Regions from separate parts of the Mus musculus genome. Here region 1 is linked to region 2. A link is a contact called in public HiChIP or PLAC-seq data. All regions are on one chromosome and are shown on one strand. The core of a region is the stretch at or near the end of the contact, and the rest is flanking DNA. Distances in the headings are between cores, read along the strand shown.

What was found. HiChIP or PLAC-seq counts read pairs in DNA pulled down with a chosen protein or histone mark.
Region 1: an HNF4G HiChIP or PLAC-seq map of pancreatic cancer cells shows a contact between it and region 2. The contact joins two enhancer-like sites. A contact is called at or near these places in 1 of 15 datasets of contacts at CTCF or cohesin (the NIH/3T3 cell line), 5 of 484 Hi-C or Micro-C datasets (the N1E-115 cell line, bone marrow-derived macrophages, muscle stem cells and 2 more), 12 of 115 datasets of contacts at active chromatin or transcription factors (the HPC-7 cell line, double positive thymocytes, embryonic fibroblasts and 7 more) and 3 of 9 other capture datasets (adipose tissue, liver and pancreatic islet).

What each region holds. Positions count from the first base shown.
Region 1 is chr6:125,465,764-125,469,012 of GRCm38.p6, reverse strand. The region is part of intron 2 of Cd9 (CD9 antigen); the gene reads left to right. Among named protein-coding and RNA genes, the nearest start is that of Gm28809, 7.5 kb to the left of the region's middle. Within about 2 kb of position 1,387, at least 175 of the 459 cell types and tissues checked have an H3K27ac peak or open chromatin away from gene starts, as enhancers often do. A contact at or near this core is called in adipose tissue, muscle stem cells, pancreatic cancer cells and 1 more, where this site is marked.
Region 2 is chr6:125,572,085-125,575,186 of GRCm38.p6, reverse strand. All of the region lies in intron 6 of Vwf (Von Willebrand factor), which reads right to left. Among named protein-coding and RNA genes, the nearest start is that of Vwf, 21 kb to the right of the region's middle. Within about 2 kb of position 1,801, at least 343 of the 459 cell types and tissues checked have an H3K27ac peak or open chromatin away from gene starts, as enhancers often do. A contact at or near this core is called in adipose tissue, muscle stem cells, pancreatic cancer cells and 1 more, where this site is marked.

The DNA.
Region 1 (3,249 bases), core at 138-2,637, 110 kb after region 2:
TCTTAACTTGGTGTCCTTCTAGAACCATGGCCAGAGTGAAGGAATTTAGGGGGTGTGGCCACAGGCCATGAGTGTCCATCCCAAGTGCTTGGGACATTCTGGGTATATGTCCTCAGTAAGGTGGCCTCCCTGCACTGGGTACGTCTGCCATGGAGGATTGTCCATTTCCCACCTGAATCCGGCACGGCAGACGTGGGACCCACACTTCTCTGAGGGTGCCATGCTCAGCATATACCAGTGACTCTTCTGAATGAGAGTAACCGGCCGTGGGAGGGAGAGAAGGCAGGAATGAGCTGGGGTGGGGGAGGGAGTAGAGTGGGGGCCAGGTGTTTGGGGATAATGAACCAAATGGTCGGCGGGAAATGCTTATGACTTAGATAGAGCTGGGCCTCCAGGGAAGGCTTTTGTGTCCTCGCTAGTCGGGGCTCAGAGCCCAATACACAGGTGGGACAGAGCACCCCACTTCCTGTGCAAAGGGCACCCTGACATATGCTACGCCACCCCATTTAAATAGACCTATAATGTCAGCCCAAGAGAAAAAAAAAAACTGTATAATAAACAGCCCTTAAGCAATTTAGCGTGGAGATCCTGATGAAGGCCCTCTGACGAATATATTTTTCCATGAGTCAGACAGAAAGCTAACATTCACTCCTTTTATAAAAGGGAACGCTTTGTCGTTTAACACTGCCAGCCCTTGCTAACAAGGGCCGGGTGTGGGGCTGTGAGCTGCCGCTTTCCCAAAAGGAAGCAAGAGACGGTTCTTTTCTAAAGCAGGCCAAGAGGTGGGGCGGAGCTCCGAGCTGGAGCTCAGAAGTGAAGACCAGCCTCACCGTCAGGAAGCCCTGGGTTTGAGCTCTATCTAGCCCTTCTTTACACATCTGTAAAGATACAATAGGAGGCTCGCATTGAGTCCATGACTCACTAGGGTTGGGAGACCAGCTTCCAGATGAGCCATTTCTATAGCTTACCTGCCAGGGTTGCTGTCTTCTTGCTCCTGACTAGAGAAGGCTAAACAGAGACACTTCCAGAGCTGCAGCTATCTGAACAAGAGTTAAAGCCAACAGACATTTAGTTTAAAATCTTTCTGGGGTTGATCTGTCATATGAACCAAGAGGCCCACTAGGGAAACATTCTCTCTCTGTGAGAACTGCCCCCTCCTTCAAGGCTCTTGGTTCCCAGGCTGCCCTGGCCTTACCAGGGTGTCCAAGCTCCCATACCGGGGTGTGGACTATATTTGTTTGCATTTGACTCTATCTCATGTTTTTATGTCTTGCCCTGATCCGACAGTCAGAAACCACGGCTGTACTTCTGCCACAGTCAGTGGTGTCCCCTTGGCAGCTGGCGTTCCTCCCCAGGGGCCGTGCACGGAACTGCACTGCCTCCCATGTTCAGGCCCCACTACGTTGGCTGGCCAGGGAGATGACTTGAGGACAAGCTGCGTTTGTCCCCTTGCCCAGTCTAGGCCAGGCATGCACAGAAACAATACCCATATTCATGCACTGTGGGGTTTTCCAGTAACCCCACGTGACTTCACGTCACAACGGCGATAGGAGGAGGCGAGAGAGGCACAAATGCCCACTGTGTGTGCTCTGCTCTGGGCTGCCTATGAGCATCAGCTGCAGGCCAATCTCACGGTCTCTGCCTGCAGAGTCCCGCCCTACGCTGGATGCTGCAGATGGGGGACGACGGTGAGGTCACTGTGGCACCTGCCAAAAGTCCTTGTCACGTAATGTGCTGTGTTCTGTGAGGAGGCATATCTCCCACTCTTGTTTTTTTCACCTATCTGAAGAAGTCTCTCTGACCCTAGTGGGAGAATAGGGAGAGAGTGTCAAGTACATAAAAATCACATGGGTTTTTGCAGTGGTTACCTAGGCCTTATAGTGTTGGGATTAATAACAGTTGCCGTGTGTGTGTGTGTGTGTGTGTGTGTGTGTGTGTGTGTGTGTGTGTTTGTGAATGTGTGTACTACCTCATTACACACGTCACAACAGTTCCAGGAGACTGCACTGTTGTCATCCCTCTTTCTGTGGTACTAAAGATTGAACCCGGTGCCTCTATGTGTGCCTCAAGCCCCCAGTCATTTAAATCTATGTATGCACATGTGGGAGCCAGAAGGAATGCTGGGTGTCTCTTGTGCTCTCCAGATCATTGAGGCCCAGTCTCTCACTGAACCTGAAGTTCTTTTTTTTCAGCTAAGCTGACCAGCCAGCCAGCTATCTCCTGGGATCTGACTGGCTCCACTTCCCAGGGCTGGCACACACGTATAACCTGGCTTTTTTTTTATGTGGGTGTGGGTTCTGGGATCTCAGACTTGGGTCATCATGGATGGGTGCATAGCAAACATTCTTAGTGAGCCATCTCTCAACCCCAATCACCCTGTGTTTTATTTTAAAAAACAAACAAGTTGCCATTTCTTCTTTTCTTTTTCTAAGACAGGGTTACTACGTACCCTGGCTGCCTTGGAACTCACTATGTAAAACAAGCTGACCAAGAACTCACAGAGATCCATCTGCCTCTGTGTATTGGGATTAAAGTTGTGTTAGCTGGCCATAGTGACTCACACATTTAATCTTAGCATTTGGGAGGCAGAGAGAGGCAGGTGGATCTCTGTGAGCTCTAGGACAGTCAGAGCCATATAGTGATACCCTTTCTATCTTGGAGGGAAAAAGAGGAAGGAAGGAAAAGAGAAAGTAAAGGGTATACTACCACACCTGGGAGAGGTGCACATCTTTTTTGGTTTTTCGAGACAGGGTTTCTCCATATCGCCCTGGCTGTCCTGGAACTCACTCTGTAGACCTGGCTTGGCCTCGAACTCAGGAATCTGCCTGCCTTTGCCTCCCGAGTGCTGGGATTAAAGGCATGTGCCACCACTGCCCAGCTGAGGTGTACATTTTTAAGCCCAGCACTTGGGAGGCAGAAGCAGGCAGCTCTGAGCTTCTGGCCAGGCCATTACACATGGTGTTTCAGGCCAGCCAGAGCTTACTTGAAGAGACAGTGTCTCACTATCTATCCACCCTAAAGCAATTTTTTTCATAAATACGTTTCTCTGGGATTACAGAACTGGCTTTCAAAGCTAAGCTTTCTGGGCTTTAAAGCTGGGGCTCCTGCCATGTCACTGTGCCCTTCCCAAGGTTGGCTAGAGCATGGTAGCAAGACGGGAGGTACTGGGGCTGAAGAAGTGGCCAGGGGCGAGAGTGTGTAGTGCTCATGCAGAGGACCCACGTTCAAGTCCCAGCACCGATGGGTTGG
Region 2 (3,102 bases), core at 552-3,051:
TCACTGAAAGTCAACAATGGTTTTAGCAAATATTAGCCCATAGGACAGGTGATTTCCCAAGGACAAGAGATGTCTCCGGTGAGCCGCACTTTGTCCCGGAGGAGAGAGAGAACGTTCTACAGGATGGAAGGTGGTGAAAGGTGAGACAAAGACAGCACAGAAAAATGTCACATGCTCCCATAATAAACACCAAATTCACAGGTGAAAGGAAAGTGGAAAGTCTCCAGCTGCTGTGGAGGAGACTGACCGACTATGGAATCAGGGCTCACACACCAGCCCAGAGCAACTGGCCCAGAGGGGTCCTAGACTCCAGTATTCAGGGACATGGATAGACACACAGAGCTCTAACTTCAAAGGAGCATAAACTAATGGAGTGTGCTCTCTCAGGAAGCTGAGGAGCCAGCTAGAGCTGAGCTGTGCATGAAGGCCAGAAAGAGCCTAGCAAGCCTATTCTAAGGCCTTGACTCTTAAAGCCAAGATCAGAACACATCCAGCCCATCTGGCTGTTGTTCACAGAGCACCTTCCCGCAGGGGGTAGGGGGATGTAGAGGTAACTTTGAGAATCTCATCCAGTGCTTCAGTGTTTGTGAGCCTGGGATTCCTAACGTTGATGAAAATCCATTTCTCCCAATCCTGACTCATCTGACGATGCTGCTACCACTGGATTACTCCCCTGCTGTGGCTCAAGTAAAAATTAGCAGCAACCACACTTGGGATTCCCAGTAACTGAACACTTGGGATTCCCAGTAACTTGGCAGTTGGTCATCGTGAAGACAAACTCTTAGGAATTACAGGGAGAGATCTCTTGGTGCCAAGCATGGACGTGTCCTCATGCTCTTGACAGCAGTAGCAAAGGCAGGAGCCAATCTTGTCACACTGGGGAATGTGACCTGAGAGTGGTGATAATGGCTTCGGTGACTCCCAGGCTAGTCCAAAGTCACCAAGTGCGGTGACAGGCTACACTATGACCAACGGTGATGTGCCAAGTGGCTGACACTTACATAGTGGGCCTTAGCATCACCCGCAGATCTGTATATCGTGGGACGTGCAGTGGTTGTGTTCACTGTGGTAGGTTTCCATCAGTGACAGGAGATTGCCTTGGGAAAGGAGTGTCTTTTTCCATAGCTAGAATGACCACTCTGTGGGCTAACAGCAACCCTATGGGGCTTTCGGCTTCAAATTACAGGCAGGACACAGGACCAAAGCTACTATCCCTTTGTGAAGTTCAGCCCTTCCCCCATGCTCCCCAGACTTCATTTTACAAAAAGAGAAAGGCTAAGGATCTCTCTAAAAAGCATGTGTTGTGTGGTAGCTGTGAGCAGATGAGCATCACTTAATCTGGACATTTATGGCTTGGGCTCCAGGCTCAGCTGGAAAACAAAAACAAAACTAAAACTGCAAACGATGAGATCCAACAAGCCATTATCGGTCCCAGCAGAGAGAGGCTGTGGGTCTGTTGGTACAACAGGCAAACGTTCCTCCCCAAGGTATAAGAATTATGACCAGGCTCCCTGAAAGAGCTACAAAAATCAGGAGAAAAGAGAGGTGACTGGTTCTGACAGCTAACCAAAGCAGTTGTACACTAGTGCAGCCTCCCTGAGAACGCTCAACCATTCCAACTGGCTCCTGAATCCAAAACCCCGCTGCTAAAAGACTCCCAGTTAGCAGACCCAATATCTAAGCGTGGGGCCCAGCGGGAGCAAAAACTTACAAGAGGCCACATTAATCACCTCCCAGGAGATGAGTCACTGCGCATCCCAGCCAATGAGGGATCCCGGCTGTGAGCAAACACGATCTGATTGGCTAAGGGCAGAATACAGTTCTCTAGGTAAACAAACTGAAACTCTGAACTGTGAGTGCTGGACTTGAAGGAGTTCGTGCCTCAGGGAGGTGTGTTTGGAGCCTCAGTCCCGAACCAAGAACCACGTTCTTCAGCTGTTCCCAGGATGCTGGTTAAAGCACCCGGGAGACAAAGTGAGTAGGGACATACAGCTGGAGCCTTAAAATGTGTCCCCGCAGACTTAGCAAAGCTGCATCCGTGCTTTGTCTTCCTTGAACAAAGCACCCAGTCTTTCCCTCCTCAACTCACCCTCAGTATCAGGTTCTCTCCAGAAAAAGTCTGTCTGTACCTCCCACTAACGCCACATCAAAGGGTTTGTTCCTTGATACTCTGAGGGTGGGCAGCATCTGCCAAGCCCTTGCTGTTTGCAGCCTGTGTTTGCAAAGCCAAACAAAACAAAATATGCTCGGCGGGACCTGTTGCTCTCAGCCTCGCCTTGAAGGGAGGGAGAGGGAATGCCACCAACCAAACACAGAACTCTAATTTAGAAACCCAAAGGGGGAAGTGAGAAAAGTCTCTCGTGCACAGTACCTTGGATGGATTTCTTTTGAAATCTGTCTGTTGGTCAAGCATCTCTAGAGGAAGGGCATGCCTGTCTCACTTGCCTATTTGGATGTGCTCTGGACATCTCATTTTCCAAACCCACAGGCTGATGTGACGGAGGCAATTCCTCATCTGAGGTTCCCTTTTCTAGGTGACTCTAGTTTGTGTCAAGCTGAAAAAAAACTGACCAGCGCACCCAACTATGGGGGAGAGAATCTCAACGGTTTGTCTTTAAAAGGACAAATGTCAGCTATCTCAAGCCCTGGGAAAGAGGAAATCCCCCTTCTGCACAAAGCACGGGCCTCTTGGCGCTCAGTCTGGAGCTTAAGTCTGCCCTTGTTAGCAACCGTGGCCACGTGCCAGGCAACTACCCAGCGGGCCTTGCGCCGCTGAGTCACTGGAAGCACAAGGGCAAAAAAATGGCTTTTGGGATGTCTTTTGTTTACAAGTTGGAAGTTGTGTGCTTAAGAGTTGAGGCCGTATGTGTTCACTGATAAGTGGATATTAGCCCCAAACCTAGGATACCCAAGATATAAGATATAATTTGCTAAACACATGAAACTCAAGGAGAATGAAGACTGAAGTGTGGACACTATGCCCCTCCTTAGATTTGGGAACAAAACACCCATGGAAGGAGTTACAGAGACGGAGTTTGGAGCTGAGATGAAAGGATGGACCATGTAGAGACTGCCATAGCCAGGGATCCACCCCATAATCAG